2 separate regions of the Mus musculus genome follow, and region 2 is linked to region 1. The links are chromatin contacts, called in public promoter capture Hi-C maps. All regions are on one chromosome and are shown on one strand. The core of a region is the stretch at or near the end of the contact, and the rest is flanking DNA. Distances in the headings are between cores, read along the strand shown.

Evidence for each region. Promoter capture Hi-C pulls out the DNA fragments that hold promoters and counts their contacts.
Region 2: a contact with region 1 is called in a promoter capture Hi-C map of liver, with 4 times the contacts expected there. The contact joins two enhancer-like sites. A contact is called at or near these places in 7 of 39 promoter capture datasets (embryonic stem cells, liver, macrophages and 2 more), 2 of 15 datasets of contacts at CTCF or cohesin (embryonic stem cells and large pre-B cells), 21 of 484 Hi-C or Micro-C datasets (B cells, the Ba/F3 cell line, CD4 T cells and 9 more), 13 of 115 datasets of contacts at active chromatin or transcription factors (DN3 thymocytes, the SCID.adh cell line, T-cell acute lymphoblastic leukemia and 5 more) and 4 of 9 other capture datasets (adipose tissue, embryonic stem cells, liver and 1 more).

Annotation. Positions count from the first base shown.
Region 1 is chr14:30,531,382-30,539,287 of GRCm38.p6, reverse strand. No RefSeq gene overlaps it. Among named protein-coding and RNA genes, the nearest start is that of Tkt, 14 kb to the left of the region's middle. Within about 2 kb of position 4,902, at least 6 of the 459 cell types and tissues checked have an H3K27ac peak or open chromatin away from gene starts, as enhancers often do. A contact at or near this core is called in adipose tissue and liver, where this site is marked.
Region 2 is chr14:30,666,476-30,674,381 of GRCm38.p6, reverse strand. It overlaps Rft1 (RFT1 homolog), which reads right to left. Exons shown (of 13, transcript NM_177815.3): 6 at 7,566-7,703; 7 at 134-212. Among named protein-coding and RNA genes, the nearest start is that of Rft1, 16 kb to the right of the region's middle. Within about 2 kb of position 3,106, at least 125 of the 459 cell types and tissues checked have an H3K27ac peak or open chromatin away from gene starts, as enhancers often do. A contact at or near this core is called in adipose tissue and liver, where this site is marked.

The sequences.
Region 1 (7,906 bases), core at 3,653-6,152:
ATCAAGATCATCAGAACATACGATTTCTCTTATTTTTCCCCTAGCATTTAAAAATTCCTCAAAGACAGCATAAAAATTATTATATTAACTAATTTGGTGTGTGTGTAGGAGGGGGGCATGCAAGCGAGGTAGAGGTCAAAGGTCAGCTTGCAGAAGTCAGTGCTGTCCTTCAACCATGTGAACCCAGGGGATTAAACTCGGGTGGTGAGGTTTGGTGACAAGCAAGCTTTACCAGCTAAGCCTTTTATGTCACAGGCCACAAAGATATTAAGTAGGTGTGCACTGTCTAATCACAAGGCTGTGTTGTGATCAGGGAAGTTTGGATTGCTTTCTGCTTTTCATATATCTTTGTCCTGGTGAGATGTTTTATGAACCAGAGCCCTACTCAAGAAGCCACTGGGTTAGAGGTTGGCCATCCTCTTAGAACTCTGGTTTGGCAAAGAGCTCTCCAGGAAAGCTGGTTTTGCTGACTTAGTCACCTTTGCCTCTAACTGGTGAGGTCCCATCCTGAGTGAGAAAGGATCTCAAAGACAGGGACCCAAATCCCCCTCAGTGTTGGATGGCTCTTTGACCATCACTGGATCTCAGATTCGTTGCATCTGTAAGATGGATATTCCACAAAATGCTCATTATAACAAAGGTTGGTGTCTCCTTTTGTGTCAGACTCTGTGTGCTAGGTCAGAGCCCGAGGGTTGGGGGTGGGTGGGTGGGTGGTGGCTCTTTCCATCTGGGAGAAGCAAATACCACTGGGCCATCTGTCAGTGTGTTCAGACAATACTCTCTTCAAGCAGTGGGATGGAGGTTCAGGGAAGTTATTGAAGCTACATCCTCTTTAGGTTTCTATTGCTGTGTTAAAGACCATGACATCCTGATCATAGTCAGTCACGGAGGGAAGCCAAGGCAGGAGGAGCTCAAAGCAGGGACCTGGAAGCGGGAACTGAAGAGCAGTCACAGGCGAGCTCTTACTGGTTTGCTCCCAGGCTTGCTCAATTTGCTCTCTTAAACTATCCAGGATCATCTGCTCGGGAATGGTACTGCCCACAGTGGACTGGGCTCTCTTACACCAATCAATAACAGTAACAACAACAACAACAACAACAACACCCTACGGACATGTCCACAGCCATTTAGTGGAGGTATTTTCTAAATTAAGGTTCTCTTTTCCCCAATGACTCTAGTTTGTGTCAAGTTGACACACGTGGCCAGCAAGCAATGGAATGAGGGGAAAATTGGGAATTTTACAGAGTTTCTGCTCTAGGGCATCTGCAGGCTCTGGACCCTGTGCAGCATCCAGGGCAGCCCCGTGGCAGGGAGGCAAGAGCAGTGAAAGGGAATCTGGCCTAAGGGAGAATTGTTGCAGCTGCTTACCCCGGCCGGGGCCAGCCCACCCAGGCATACGTGGCTCTCGCGCATCCTCCTTGTTCCTTTGCTGACTCTTTCTGTTGTTCTGTTTTAAACCACAATCTTTTTTTTTTTTTTTTTTTTTTTTTTTTTAAAGATTTATTTATTATATGTAAGTACACTGTAGTTGTCTTCAGACACACTAGAAGAGGGCGTCAGATCTCATTATGGATGGTTGTGAGCCACCATGTGGTTGCTGGGATTCGAACTCGGGACCTTTGGAAGAGCAGTCAGTGCTCTTAACCGCTGAGCCATCTCACCAGCCCCCTTAAACCACAATCTTGTTGAGATATAGCAAACACACCGTGAGAATCACCCTTGGGTTTTGATTTTATTTTATTTTATTGTTTTTTTTTTTTTTTTTTTTTTTTTCCAGACGCGTTTTCATTCAGTCCAGGTGGCACTGAGATCGCTATGGGCCGGGGGTGTACAATTCAGTGATTTGGAGTATACTAAATACAAGGGGGGTTGCGGGGGGTTATCCGTGCAAGGCGTTTCCCTATCCTCAGAGTTCTTCCCGTGCCTCAATGGCCACTGGTCACCGTGATGGATGGTAGAGTTTTTCCCAACAGCAATTCGTCATCCCACACCAGCTGGGCTTCTGGAATTCAGTCTGGCTCTGACTCTGTCTACTGAGAGGGAATGTCTGATCTCACAGGTTGAGGCTCAATCCTAGGCCACTCCATTCACGAGTCTGGATTTCCAGAACCTCCGGCCAACCAGTGATCCTTTCCAGTGATGGACTGACTTACTAGACTGGCTCACACTCAAGGAAACTCTCTGCTTCCATTCGTCCTTTTGTAATAAAGGATGAACACCAGCTTGGGAGATGGACAGGGCAAGGTCAGGAGTCTGGGGTACAAAGGTCCCATGCCCTCTCTAGGAGGTACCACTTTCAGTATCCATGTGTTCAGCAACCTAGAAATTCAGCAAATCTTGTTCAAGGGCATTTATTTAAAAATTTACTCATTTTTTTAAAGGCTCTTTCTTTCTTCCTTTCTTTCTCTCTCTCTCTCTTTCTTCCTTCCTATCTTCCTTCCTATCTTCCTTCCTATCTTCTTTCTTTCTTTCTTTCTTTCTTTCTTTCTTTCTTTCTTTCTTTCTTTCTTCTTTCTCTCTCTCTTTCTCTCTTTCTCTCTTTTTTTCTTTCTTTAAAATAGGTTTCACCATGTTCCCTGGTTATCTTGGAACTTACTCTGCAGACCAGGCTAGCCTTGAACTCAGAGATCCACCTGGCTCTACTTCCTGAGAGCTGGGATTAAAGGTGTGCACCACCACTGCTCAGTTATTTGCATGTTTCTATGCACAAGATGTGTGTGTGTATGTGTGTGTGTGTGTGTGTTTGCGTATGTGGAGGATAATGTGGCAATCAGAGGACTTTGTGGAGTTGATTCCAGCATCATGTGGGTTCTGAATATGAAACCCAGATTGTCAGGTCAGCCCTTATTTAATTTTGTTTGAGGCAGGGTCTCAGGTAACCCAGGATGGTTTCAAGTTCTCTATGTAGTCAAGGGTGATCTTGGCTTTCTGATTTCTTATCTCTCCCTCGAGAGTACAACGCCATGCCTGGTTTATGTGGTTCTGGGGCTCATAACCAGGGCTTCCATGCATGCCAGGAAACTGTGCTAAGTGAGCTACCGCCCCAGCTCTCCAGAGCATTCAGGCAAAGCCAGGTGTGGTGGGGCAGCATCTGGGAGCCAGAGGCAGCAGGACGGATTTCTGTAGTTTGAGGCCAGTCTGGTCTACATAATGAGTTCTAGGATAGCCAGAACTACCTTGAGAGACCCTATCTCAAAAAATAAAACAAAAGAAGTATTCACAAAGATATTTTTGAGTTCAAGGCCAGGCTGGTCCTTATAGCTTATTCTAAGTCAGCTAAAGCTATATAGAAAGGTTCTGTTCTGTTTGTTTGTTTGTTTTGTTTTTTAAAAGAGCGTTACTTGTTTTTGTGCTGCTGGGATAGATCCCAGGACCCCATGAATGGCAGGCAAGCATTCTGTCACTGAACTCCATCACCTCAGCTCCTAAGAGATGTGGCAGAGCTTGCTGTCCAGCCTCCTCTTCACTTCCAAGAGGAGAGGTGGATGGGGCTGAAAGTTCTAACCTTTAACCTTGAAATCATTTGTTTTCCCACACCTGAAGTTGTCTGGGGCTCGGCCCTAAGTCACCTCATTAGAACAAACTCAGCTGCTATCAAGGGGGATGGGATCTTTATGTTTTAAATCCAAGTAGAAACTTATGTATATTTATTTATTATTTATTTGTGGGGGGAGAGAGAGAGAGAAGAGAGGAGAGAGAGATAAGACCTGGTTCTCTGCTTCTACTGTGAGGATTCCAAGATGGAATTCAGGATCCCAGGTTTGCATAGCACGTGTCTCTACCCACTTCATCAACTTGCTGGACCCAAAGGAAATCTTTAAGAATAGTGCTCATGGTCTGGAGAGATGGCTCAGCAGCTAAGAGCACTGACTGCTCTTCCAGAGGTCCTGAGTTCAATTCCCAGCAACCACATGGTGGCTCACAACCATCTGTAATGGGATCTGATGCCCTCTTCTGGTGCGTCTGAAGAGAACCACAGTGTAGTCACATACATGAAATAAATCTTTTTTTTGTTTTTTTTTTTTCCATTTTTTATTAGGTATTTAGCTCATTTACATTTCCAATGCTATACCAAAAGTCCCCCATACCCACCCACCCATGAAATAAATCTTAAAGAATGTTCTTGCTTTCTCAGCACTGCACTAAAATCAAACACTATAGAGGTTACCATGGCCTATGCAAGGATGACATGAAAAGCCACAAAGAAATCATGTATTTCTAAAAAATAATTAGTGGGGATTTTTGTTTGTTTGTTTTTTGTTTTATTTTTAAAAGTATTTTGAGATAGGGTCTCTCTGTGTAGCCCAGGCTGTCCTGGGACTCACTCTGTAGACCAGGCTGGCCTCCAGTTCAGAGATCTGCCTACTTCTGCCTCCTGAGTGCTGGGATTAAAGGCATATGCCACTACTACTTGGTTTATTAATAGATTTTTAGTTTAAAAAATTGTGACAATGGTGGTGGTGGGGGATAGGTATGCTGCTGTCTCATTCCAGCATGTGGCTCGCACAGACCCACTGAGGTTGTCAGGCTTGGCAGCGTTTACCCACTGAGCCGTCTCACTGGCCCTCCTGTAGTGTTGCTGTAAAGAACAGAACTGTGGTTGCTGGGATTTGAACTCAGTATCTCACAGGGATGTTTATGGATCGTGCAATCATCCTTGCTCTTTCTTAAGATCCTTCTATACTCCCTTTCCCCGCCCACCCCAAGAGCCTTGGGCCCTTAGCAGCTACCTACCCTCTACTTCTCCCCCACCACACACACCGCCTGCGTGGCCATCGTTTCTCTTCATCTCTGTAGTTACCTTTTCTGAATATGTTACGCAAAGACTACATGGACAACGTGGGCTTTAGTCTGGCTGCTGTCACTCAGAATGATGTCATCTAGGTCCTTGCAGAGCACAGCGTGCATGGGTTAGCTTTTTTGAGGGTCTCAACTTGTGCTGCCTTGTTGCTGTGAACTCTGGGTTAAATGCTGACAGGAAGATTGTCTGTCTGTCTGTCCATGAGGGCGGGCATGTTTCCAGTTCTTTTGGGTGCATGCCCAGGAATGAAATCTTTGACTCATATGACCGTTGTTTTTTCCTTTTCTCAGACTCTTGCCTTCACCCTCCAGTGCAGAGGTTACAGGGGTGAACCCCTATCCCCAAACCAGGCTGCTCTTGTAGTTTTTTTTATCATTTGAAAAGCTTCTCACCTGTTCTGCAAAGTGGCTAACATTTTGTAACCTCACCAATGATACATGAGGATCTTGGTTTCTTTTTACTTCTTTTCTTGCCCCAGCCCCTCTCGTGCTGGAGAGCAAAGTCTGATCTTTGTACTTGCTGGGTAAGCATTCTACCTGAGCTGCAAGCCCAGCCCTAAGCACTTCAGGGTTTCCAGGCCCTTGTCAGCCTTTGTACAGGATCATCGCTGCTTTCTTTTTTTCTTTTTTTTTAAGGATTTATTTATTATATGTAAGTATACTGTAGCTGTCTTCAGACACTCCAGAAGAGGGAGTCATATGGTTGTGAGCCACCATATGGTTGCTGGGATTTGAACTCATGACCTTCAGAAGAGCAGTCAGTGCTCTTAACTGCTGAGCCATCTCACCAGCCCCATCGCTGCTTTCAACAGAGTATGCACAGAGGGAAATCTCAGGGAGGCTTTGACATTTCTTGCTTTTTCTATTTTATGGTGCTAGGACTAGGGCTTTTGAGAATCTAGGCGAGAGCTTTACCACTATGCTATAATCGTATTCCTTATAGCTTAGAAAGTGTTACTGGACCCAGACAGCTGCAGCAGGAGGTAAAGGAGTTTGCTCTCAAGCCTGCCCACCAATGTTCCATCTCCAGGACTACAAGGTCAAGTGTTGGAATGACTCTTTACACGTGTGTTGTGGCCTGGACACACATGCATAAATAAATGTAATTTTAAAACTCACATGTGGGGAGCTGGTGAGATGGCTCAGTGGGTAAGAGCATCCAACTGCTCTTCTGAAGGTCTGGAGTTCAAATCCCAGCAACCACTTGGTGGCTCACAACCATCTGTAACAAGATCTGACGCCCTCTTCTGGAGTGTCTGAAGATAGCTACAGTGTACTTAAATAAATCTTAAAAAAAAAAACCTCACATGTGTTTACAATTGTGTGTGCATGCATATGTGTGTATGTGCATGTTAATAGTCATATGTGCCTGTATGCGTGTGTGTGTGTGCATGTTTGTTCATGTTTATGTGTGTGCATGTGTGACTGTGGTCAGTTGAAAGAGCTAAGTTAGCTAGTCTGTAGTTCCCAGTTATGCAATGAAACACTAACTCAGGTGTGGCCGTGCTGGTATTTTGTAGATGTGGTTATACCCCGGACGCTCCGGTGACTCACAAGAGAGGATAGATAGGAAAAAGTTTCTCTGTGAAGAAGAGCTTCAGTGCTGAGAGTCCCGCAGTCTGACGTGGTTCCAACTTGCTGGCCTCCAGGTGGATGGGCCCACTCTCTGAATAAATCTCGCAGTGCCCATTTACTGTAGGGCCTATATTTGGGACAGGGTCTTTTTTTTGTGGGGGGTGGGTGGGGTGTTTGAGACAGGGTTTCTCTGTGTATCCCTGGCTGTCCTGGAACTCACTCTGTAGACCAGGCTGGCTCAGAAATCCGCCTGCTTCTGCCTTCCCAGTGCTGGGATTAAAGGCGTGCGCCACCATGCCCAGTGGGACAGGGTCTTGTTACAGATCCTAGGCTATCCTTGAACGCTTAATCCTCCTGCCTCAGCCTCCTAAATGCTGGGATTAGAAACCTGTGTTCCACTGGGCAGTGGTGGCGCATGCCTTTAGTCCCAGCACTTGGGAGGCAGAGGCAGGCGGATTTCTGAGTTCAAGGCCTGCCTGGTCTACAGAGTGAGTTCCGGGACAGCCAGGGATACACAGAGAAACCCTGTCTCAAAAAACAAACAAACAAAAAAACAACAACAACAAAAAAAAAAAAAGAAGAAGAAGAAAGAAAAAAACCTTCATTCCCAAGCTATCCCTTTTCTTTCTGCCCCTGGATTAATCCTGGTACAGAAAAAGAAAGATCAATCATCTGCCATCTGTTTCCCACTGGGTAAACTTTTTCAGGGCTTTCATGCTTTACTCACACACGCATGCGCACACATGTGTTGCTTGCAGCTAGCACCTTGTTTCAGTGAGAGAGGGCTGCTCCAGGCAGAACCTCACATGTCCAGACTGTGGCTGGCCCTCTGAGTCATCCCGTAAGCCCATCCCAGCACTGCTGTCCTTGAACATACAGCAAAGGTGCCAAGTCATCGTACCTTGTAATTTCCGAAGTCAAGTCTTGCCTGGCAAGTATGAAGATCTCTCTCTCCCTACCCTGCCCCTAAGAGCCCTGTGAGTAACTCCACTCATGCCCAGCCCAGCCGTGTATAGGATGGCCCCTGAGCAGAGCCCACAGAGGCTGCCCACCCTCCACCTGGGGAGTGCTGGCATTAAAGGTGTGTGCCACCACTTACCGGCTATTTTTTCCTTTTCTTTGGTGTAGAGATTTGTGTAGCCCAGGCTAGCCTTGAACTCTCTATATAACCTTGAACCCTGAACACTGGTTATTAACTTCTTGTTTGCACCTTCTCTCTTCTGGGACCACAAGTGTGTCACATGTGCCTTGTTTATGTAGTGCAGAGATTGACCACAGGGCTTCCTGTATGCTAAGTGAGCACTCAACCAATGGGCAGCCCCCAGCACCCTGATGGATAGCTCTGCAGCTATGATGTGGACACAGTTCTGTAACTTGTTCCAGGACTGGTCGTTTCATTCTTGGCTAGCTCAGTAGGCCCCGTTATCTCAACGACAGTATGCGTCTTCATCTCTAAATGACAAGAGGGAAAATGATCCTTTGAACCTATCCATTGACCTATCAGGCAGCACAGCTGCAGTCATTTAAAAAT
Region 2 (7,906 bases), core at 1,857-4,356, 140 kb before region 1:
ATAGAGCAAGCACATCTCTAAGGGTCCTCTGCTGCGGGCCCCAGACAAGTGTTCTGGTGTCAGCAGTCCCGTGGAATCCTTTTGTATCTTCTATGATCTCCCAACTGCTCAATGTGAACTCTGCTTTACTCACCTTCTGTCAAAATCTGCTTCAAGAACGACTGTTTGAAGAAGCTCCAAGCCAATCCTGCCTCCTTCCAGTTGACAAATGCCTGAAAGAAAAATGAGCATAAAACCACATCTCCAGCTTTTCAGATCTAAGCCTGGGCAGTCCATACGGCCCCAACTTGAATAGTTTCCCCTGACTCTTCAATCAGTGCTAAGAGCATAGAAGACATCCAAACATACCAGAAAATGTATATGACGGATAAGATTTGAATCGTGAATGTTTCCTACGGCCATGTGTTGACCTGATTGGAAGGTGGCAGAGCCTTTTAAGGGTGCCCAGTGAGAAGGGCTTAGGCCACCAAGGGTGTGCTTTGAAGGGCAGTGTGGGACCCCAGCCCCTTCTCTTCTTTCCCTTCCTTGTCAGGAGGAAAACTGTTTTGTTCAGCCATGCACTTCTGCCACAGTGTGCTACCCTGACACGGGCCCAGAGCCTCAGGACCAACTGACCATGGACGGAAACTTCCAGATCCCAGCTCGTTGGGCCTTCCCATCCCAACTCACCTAACCTAGACACGCCCAGAGGCTCCTTTCCCATATGATTCTAGTTCCTGTTGGGTTGATAATCAATATTAGTCGTTATACTATGTAACCAGGCTGGTTTTATTTATGACCCTCCTACCTCGGCCTACTGAGATTACAAATATACAACACCACACCTAGCTAATTAAAACTTGTAGTGAGAATTTTGGTTTCTTTAAAAACATAGAAATGTTATAGGAATATGTTTTTATTTTAATTCCAGGCATGGGATATGGGGCTGCTTTAGACTGTCCATAGCGGCAGACTATGATTTGCCTCGTGCTCTGGCAGGGCTGTGATCCTGCCAACTGCAGATAGTTTCTGCAAGTATATGACAGGATGCTGAAGGCTCTTGAGAGAATATAAAAACGCTAGATCCCTGAGACAGGTAAGGCAGCCACTACTCCTCTGCTGCTGGCTGGAGATATTCTGACAAACATCCAAATTGCCCAAGGACCTTGACACCCTAAACAACAGGAGGTCGTCTAACAATACCGATGCTCCCTCTCCTCTCTAGCCTTCCTCTACAACTTAGTGTTGGGGGTTGGAAGGGATAAGGGGAGAGAAGGGTGATAGAAATAAGAGCCTATAAAGTAGCTAAAAGTCTGGCTAAAACAAAACAAAATGGTGTGTGTGTGTGTGTGTGTGTGTGTGTGTATGTGTGTGCACACAATACAGGCAGGTAGGTATGCATGCCACAGTACCTGTGTGGCGGTCAGGGGACACCTTTGTAGAACCAGTTTTTTCCTCCTCTGTTTACATGGATTTCAGGGTTTGAATTCAGGTTACCAAGTTTGTTTGGCAAGAGCAACTTTACCAGCTGAGCCACTTGATTTGCTAAGGATGACTTTGAACACCCTATCCTCTTGCCTCAAGCTCCCAGTGCTAGGATCACAGTCCACACTACCATACCTGGTTCATAGGATGCTGGAAATTGAAACCAGGCAAAAACCTTAACAGATGAGCTAGCCTGTTCCTATTTTTAAGGTAGGGTCTTATGTGGCCCATGTGGCCTTGAACTCAGTCTGCAGCTAAGCTGAGGATAACGCTGAACTCCTGATCCGCCTGCACACCTACCTAGTGCTAGAATTATAGGCACACCATCACATCCTGCTTCCCAGTGTTAGTATACTAACTCAAAATACCACTTTTGCCGTGTGCTGAATATGAAGAATTAGGCAGCATTTCACGTTACTTTTTCTACTCTAACCTTTAAACTGCAGTGTGTATTCTAACCTTACTATCGCCTCAATTCTAATTATTCCAAAATGCTCACAGTCACATGCAGCTCAGGTTAGACGACCTGAGCACCTCTGAGAACGCAGGGCTCCTCTCAGCCCTGACTCCTCTTCTCTTTTCTTATAGACTAGAAGAATGCAGGCCTGAGTCCTCCCAGACTGCACTGTCTGCGGGAAGTCAGTGAGCTCTGAGCAGGTGCCAAGGCATCTCTAGCCCTGAAGTAAGCCTTCTCCAGGCAGAAGACATTGAGCTTAACACTGCCCAACCATTGCTTTTCCCCAGAACAAGAGCTGCCAGACATCACCACAAGAGGGCACTGTGGACCAGGAATACTCAGACAGATCTGTCCCTGGGCCGCTCTGGAGAAGTGAAGGCATAGATAGATCTCTTTCACATCCCCCTGTACTGGCACAGTCCCCTGAGGGATCTGTGCTGTTTTCAAAGGAAATGAAAAGTTGAAATTTGCCGCCCACTGGCTCTGGGGTCGTGTGTGTGTGTGTGTGTGTGTGTGTGTGTGTGTGTGTGTGTGTGTGTGTGTGTGTGTCTCGCCAAGACAGTCTCACTTAGGTAGCCCTGGCAGGCCGCAAAAATCTGCAAGTATTCTTCCTCCTCGCACTCATTGCTGGGATTAGAGGTCTGAGCCAGTTGCCCAGACTCCATTATGCTCCTATTGAAGCCTGCCTGCCTGCCTGCCTGCCAGTAAGTAGTAAATGTGTTTGGGGAAATAATTCAGCTTTCTAAAGAGAAAGTCCTTGGGAGAGCGACTCTAATCTGGAAGCTTATAAAAGGACTTCCTCTCCTAATGCTTCAGTGTCGATGGCCACACTGCTTACAACAGCCGAAGTGCTCATTAAGGACACATTCACAGGAAGTCCACTTTGGGGCTCTGGTTCTCAGGCCACTGACGGGTAGAAAAGAAGCAACTTCTGGGGACTTGTACCCTTCTATTCAGAAGGGGTCTTGCTGGGATGGTGAAGGAGACTGGTTTACAAAGCTGGGTTGGTGCGATTGCACCCTGTTCCTAAGCAGACCTTCTAGAGCCTTACTGTGCTTAACGGGAACACTGAGGCTTGGGAGGTGAAAGGTGATGGATCGGCAGTAACTGTAGGGAAGGCTGAGAAGGAACCAGGCTCATCCTGCTGAGTCACCATTCCCTTCCCAAACTCTGTGACTCAGGATGATCAGCCGTGTGCCTCCCACACTGACAAGTCATTGAGAAGTGGAGGCCACAGCCCATCGCCTCCACCACCCATACAGCACTCTCCTTCCCCCTTTCTCTTCCTACCCCAGTCCTTACAGGCCACCGATGGCCCCAGACTTGCCCACCTCAGGACCATCCTCATCACTTCGTGTCTCCCACAGAGATGTCTCACTTACAACTTGCCTAGTGCGTCCTTTTACTGTAGGTTTAGACTTTGGCATCAAGCTTAGAGTCTAGGGCTTAAACTGCTTCTTGACTTAGCCCAACGGCCATAGGCAAGATAGTTAACTTTGCTAAGTCTTGGTTTATCATCTGCAAAATGAGATTACATTATACCTCATATTTAAGATCCCCTAGACATGGTGACACATGCCTGTAGTAAGAGCGCTCAAACTCTGAAGCAGGAGGGACTAAGAGCCTAGCCAGCTCCATGGTGAGACCCTGTCTTAAAAGAGACAAATCCTATTTGATGGAGCTGGTAGGGGACTGAATGACAGAAAAACAAGATACCACGAGGCTCCTCTACATGGCACCATTCAAAACCTTCAGATGTGTGTGACAGCCCAGGCTTGTAACCCAGCACTCAGGAAGTAGGGACAAGAGATTCATAAGTTCAAGGGCATCCTCAGCTACATAGTTAAAGGCTAGCTTGGCTTACCTTAGGCCCTGTTAGATTCTGGGAGAAGGAGAACCATTGTCTGCAATCATATGCCCACCTGGTTCCAATGATAACTCCAAACCCACAGCCACACAGAAGCCCCTGCCCTCACCCCTGCTAAACTCAGTGAGTCACAAAATAAAATGAAGCTGCGGAGTCCACCAGAGCCAGCGTGTCTTCAGTGTGAGTCCATGCCGAATTGCTGTGGTGGAGACCTGAGACACTCGCCAACCACACTGCATCATTTGGTGTCCTTGGAGCAGACACCCAGGGTGGACGGGGCACTCAGGGTTGGGACTGAGAATGTGGCCATTTGAGTCATGAAATGAGAAAGAGGTCTGTAGGAAATGGCAGGGTGGACGAGGGTAGTAGGAACCTGGGACAGGGAAAGCCTTTCAGTAAAGTACTATACATGTACAAAATTGTTGAAGAACAAATTTAATTTTTAAAAATTAAAAATGGCAAATCTTTTTGCATTCTAAAAGCAAACCAAACCACCTGTAAGTTCTACTGCTCCAACAAGTTCACACTCCACTCTACTGAAGTCATTGCCACTTGCTGAGAGCCACATGCCATGTCCACCTCCCTTCATAAGCTCCACCCACCCTTCTTTTCCTCTCCTTGACTGGTCTACTCAATCCCCCCACTATCCCCATATTTCAATCCCAACCCAGCAAGGGGCACAGAGCAGGCCTGAGCACATCTGTTTCCTTCCTGTGGCTCCATGCATCACCACACATCACTGTTCACTTCTGCCCACCCATGTTCAGCTCCAGCTCAAAGGCAGCTTCCTCTAGGAAGCCTTCCTAAAAGATCCCAGACAGACTTCTCCATCCACCCTGACCGTCTGCTCTGATGGCACTAAACGCAGTCTTGCAGTGTGGTTGGCGAGTGTCTCGGGTCTCCACCACAGCAATTCAGCATGGACTCATGTGGAACACACGCTTGCTGTGGTGAACGCTGCAGCTCTACTTAAATATTTCAAGTTACTCAGACATGCCAAAGAATATAAACAGTGGTCATCATTTGAGGTACCATTAGCTTATTATAAATCCAAATGAATACCTATAAAAAACCCGTAATTCTAAAAGACTAGGAAAGGAAACCGAAACATTTGGTCCAGCTGATCTTTCTTGCAGATGATTGTAAGCAGTTTTACCGAGGAGCTGCTCCAAGGAGCCACGCAGGTATGCCGCTTGTGGGAGAGCTGAATGCAGGCTATTCTCTTCTTGTTCTTTGTTTTGTTGTTGTTTTGGGGGTGGAGACTCACTATGCAGACCAGGCTGGTCCTCCTTGAACTTAGAGAGATCTACCTGCCTCCCAAATGTTGGGATTAAATGCACACACCACTACACCTGGCCTAAGACCCCTTCCTCTCTTTACCCCTTTAGAAATAACAAGCCTGAGTAAGTTTTCTACCTGGAACTTCCCAATCTTTAAGTAAATAAAAAACTAGCATGGTCAATAAGCCCAACTCTTTTGGAAGACTGGTTAACCACACAGACCTAACATGGTCCATAGAAAGCAATTACAAGGAAGAGGATCCAAAACAAGCTGTCTGGTTTGGGGTTTAGTCACTTAACTCCTCTGAGCACCAGCTCTCGCATCTGTAAAATGGAGACGAGAGCAGGGTCTTACAGACATTACTATATCCTCAGACTTTTTCCTGATTTTAACCTTGGGGCAGAGTCTTTCTAAGCTGTCAGGCAGTCCTGAGCTCCCCAGACAGCCCAGGAACTCCATGGACTCTTAGCCACCAGCCTCTGCTTCTAGAGTAGCTGGGCTTAGAGGCCTGTGCTATCACGATCATCTTACATGGTTCTTTTCAAAATACAAACAGCTTCACGGAGCTCCTGACGTCTTCAGAGGAGTTACATGAGCCATAGAAGCCAATGGTTTCACTTTAAAAATAGAGTCTGTAGTTGCAGTCTACAGTCCCAACCAACTCAGACGATGAGAAAAGACTGTCTGAGCTCAAGAGGTAGCACTTGGCCAGGCAAAAGAACAAACAAGCAAAAACACAAAACCAAACAAACAAAAAGCCAGAGTCTGCAGGCTTCAGCTCTACTCCTGTTGCCTCCCAAATCAAGAGGAAACTCTCTGAGGCCTAGAAACGTCCCTTCCTGGCTATCTGCAACCTGAATCACACCAATCATGGAGTCAGCCGTTTCAGGATTGGGGCAGCTGTCCCAAGGATACAGGTGCAGGTACTCTCAGTTAAACTGTAACGTGCTCACACCACTGCCAATGGTGTTAGCCTTGCTTCAGATGGTGATACCGACTTGTGCCAGGCCACGGTTAAGCCTATACAGGCTCCATCTCATTAGGCCCTCAAAACCTTATAAGGAACAGGTCCTTATCACCCTTACTGGGCATGTAAAGAAACTATTAACAACTCAACAAACACTCCTTTCCAAAACATGCTGGAGAACAGAGAGGCTGGTCAATATGAAAAGCTGGTCAGGTCACAGTGGGCACTGGGAGACCCTAGTGTGGGAGAGACTCCTCTAATTTGGAATCCTAGCCATTTACACCCACAAATGAGACATAGTGGTGGCCAAAACTGTCCTGGGTTAAGGTCTGCTAAGAGCCAGCTGATGAGAACGGAGCACTCCTTGCTAACAAGTGAGAACACAGCAGGCTCTGACATCTAATACCTGGGCCTTCCTTACCATTGTGTAACAGGACTCCATGAATTCAGAGCCTCTGTTCCCACAGATCTGCTACCTTCTCAAGTAATCACAAAAGAGAAGTGAAGCAGATACCCTTCTACTACAAAGAAACAAACAACAAACCAGCAAACAGGTGCTGAGAAAAAGACAGGAGCCCAGCATGAAGCAGCTACGTGGTGTCCTGTCCCCTGAGAGGCTCTGGTTCCAGGCTGGCAATAGCACTGACCCCATCAGAGTGGGAAATGCAAGACAAACCGCCAGAGAGGGAAAAGGGGTCGAACATGATGAGGCTTCACTCCTGCATGCCAGCATCCAGCTTTCTCCTTTGGTCTGATGGGAAAGTAGTCATGTGAAATGCTGCCCCACTCCAAGATCAAAACAAAACAAAACAAAGCCAGACATTATCTTTCTTATCTTTCATACCAGCACTCAGGAGGCTGAGGCAGAATTGCAAGCTTGAGACCAGTATGGGATAAATAGCAAGACTTTGTCTCAAAAAGGTCCAAAATGAGACAACAACCACTGGGGGTTATCCCTGCATTCTCAGAATCCTGGACTGTCTCTGCCAGAGGTCAATCCAAGAAAACGGTTGGAGGAGAAGACACAGGAGTGGAACATGGGCACTGGATCCCCTGCGGACTGCTAATTGCGCTCTATCCTCACCCTGGACAGGTACAGCCTTAACTCAGCCTTAGCTCTTTAACCCTAATGCAGGAAGAGTGAAAATGTTAGCCTTCAGAGATGGAAGCACTGGATGACGCACGTGAAGGATTACAGAGCCCGGCAGTTTTTCTCTACTGGGAGAGGTGAGCCTCTGAGGAGATGTGGCAGTGTCTGGAGGTGCTGTAAGTGCTGGGCTGGTGCGGGAAGACCTACTGGCATCATGAGCCAGGAATGCTAAACACCCCAAGGTGCATAACAGTCCCTATAACCAAGCATGCCCTATGCAAAAATCACCAGTGCTAAGATTTGGAAATCCTGACCTAGTATGTGGCAAGCACTCAATAAATACAATCTGTAAATTTATCTTTCCTATTATAAAATAAGCCAGCTGCAGTTTCTCTATCTCGAGGAAAACCATCATCTGTGAACAAAATGCATTACTCACTCTGCTTCTTGAAATACTGGGCAACAGTTGTGTTACTCTGGAGACAGGAAGAGTTAGTTGCTTGGCTGATTCTGGGGAACGCAGTAATTGTATTAAATAGATGGCATAGCAGAGCACCAGAACAGTCGTGTAGAGAAGCTGAAACAAGAAAGCCGAGGGTTGGAATTGAACTGTTCTGAGAGGGGCATAATCACAACAGAACTATCAATATTACTCCAAGGTCAATCAAGGCATAAAAGTGTCCTAATTAACTGCACCCTCCAAAGCACAGCCCACCACTCAGAGCCAGTGCCACCGTGGCTCCTGTGCATAGGCTCTAACACTGGACTTGCCTGGAGAAC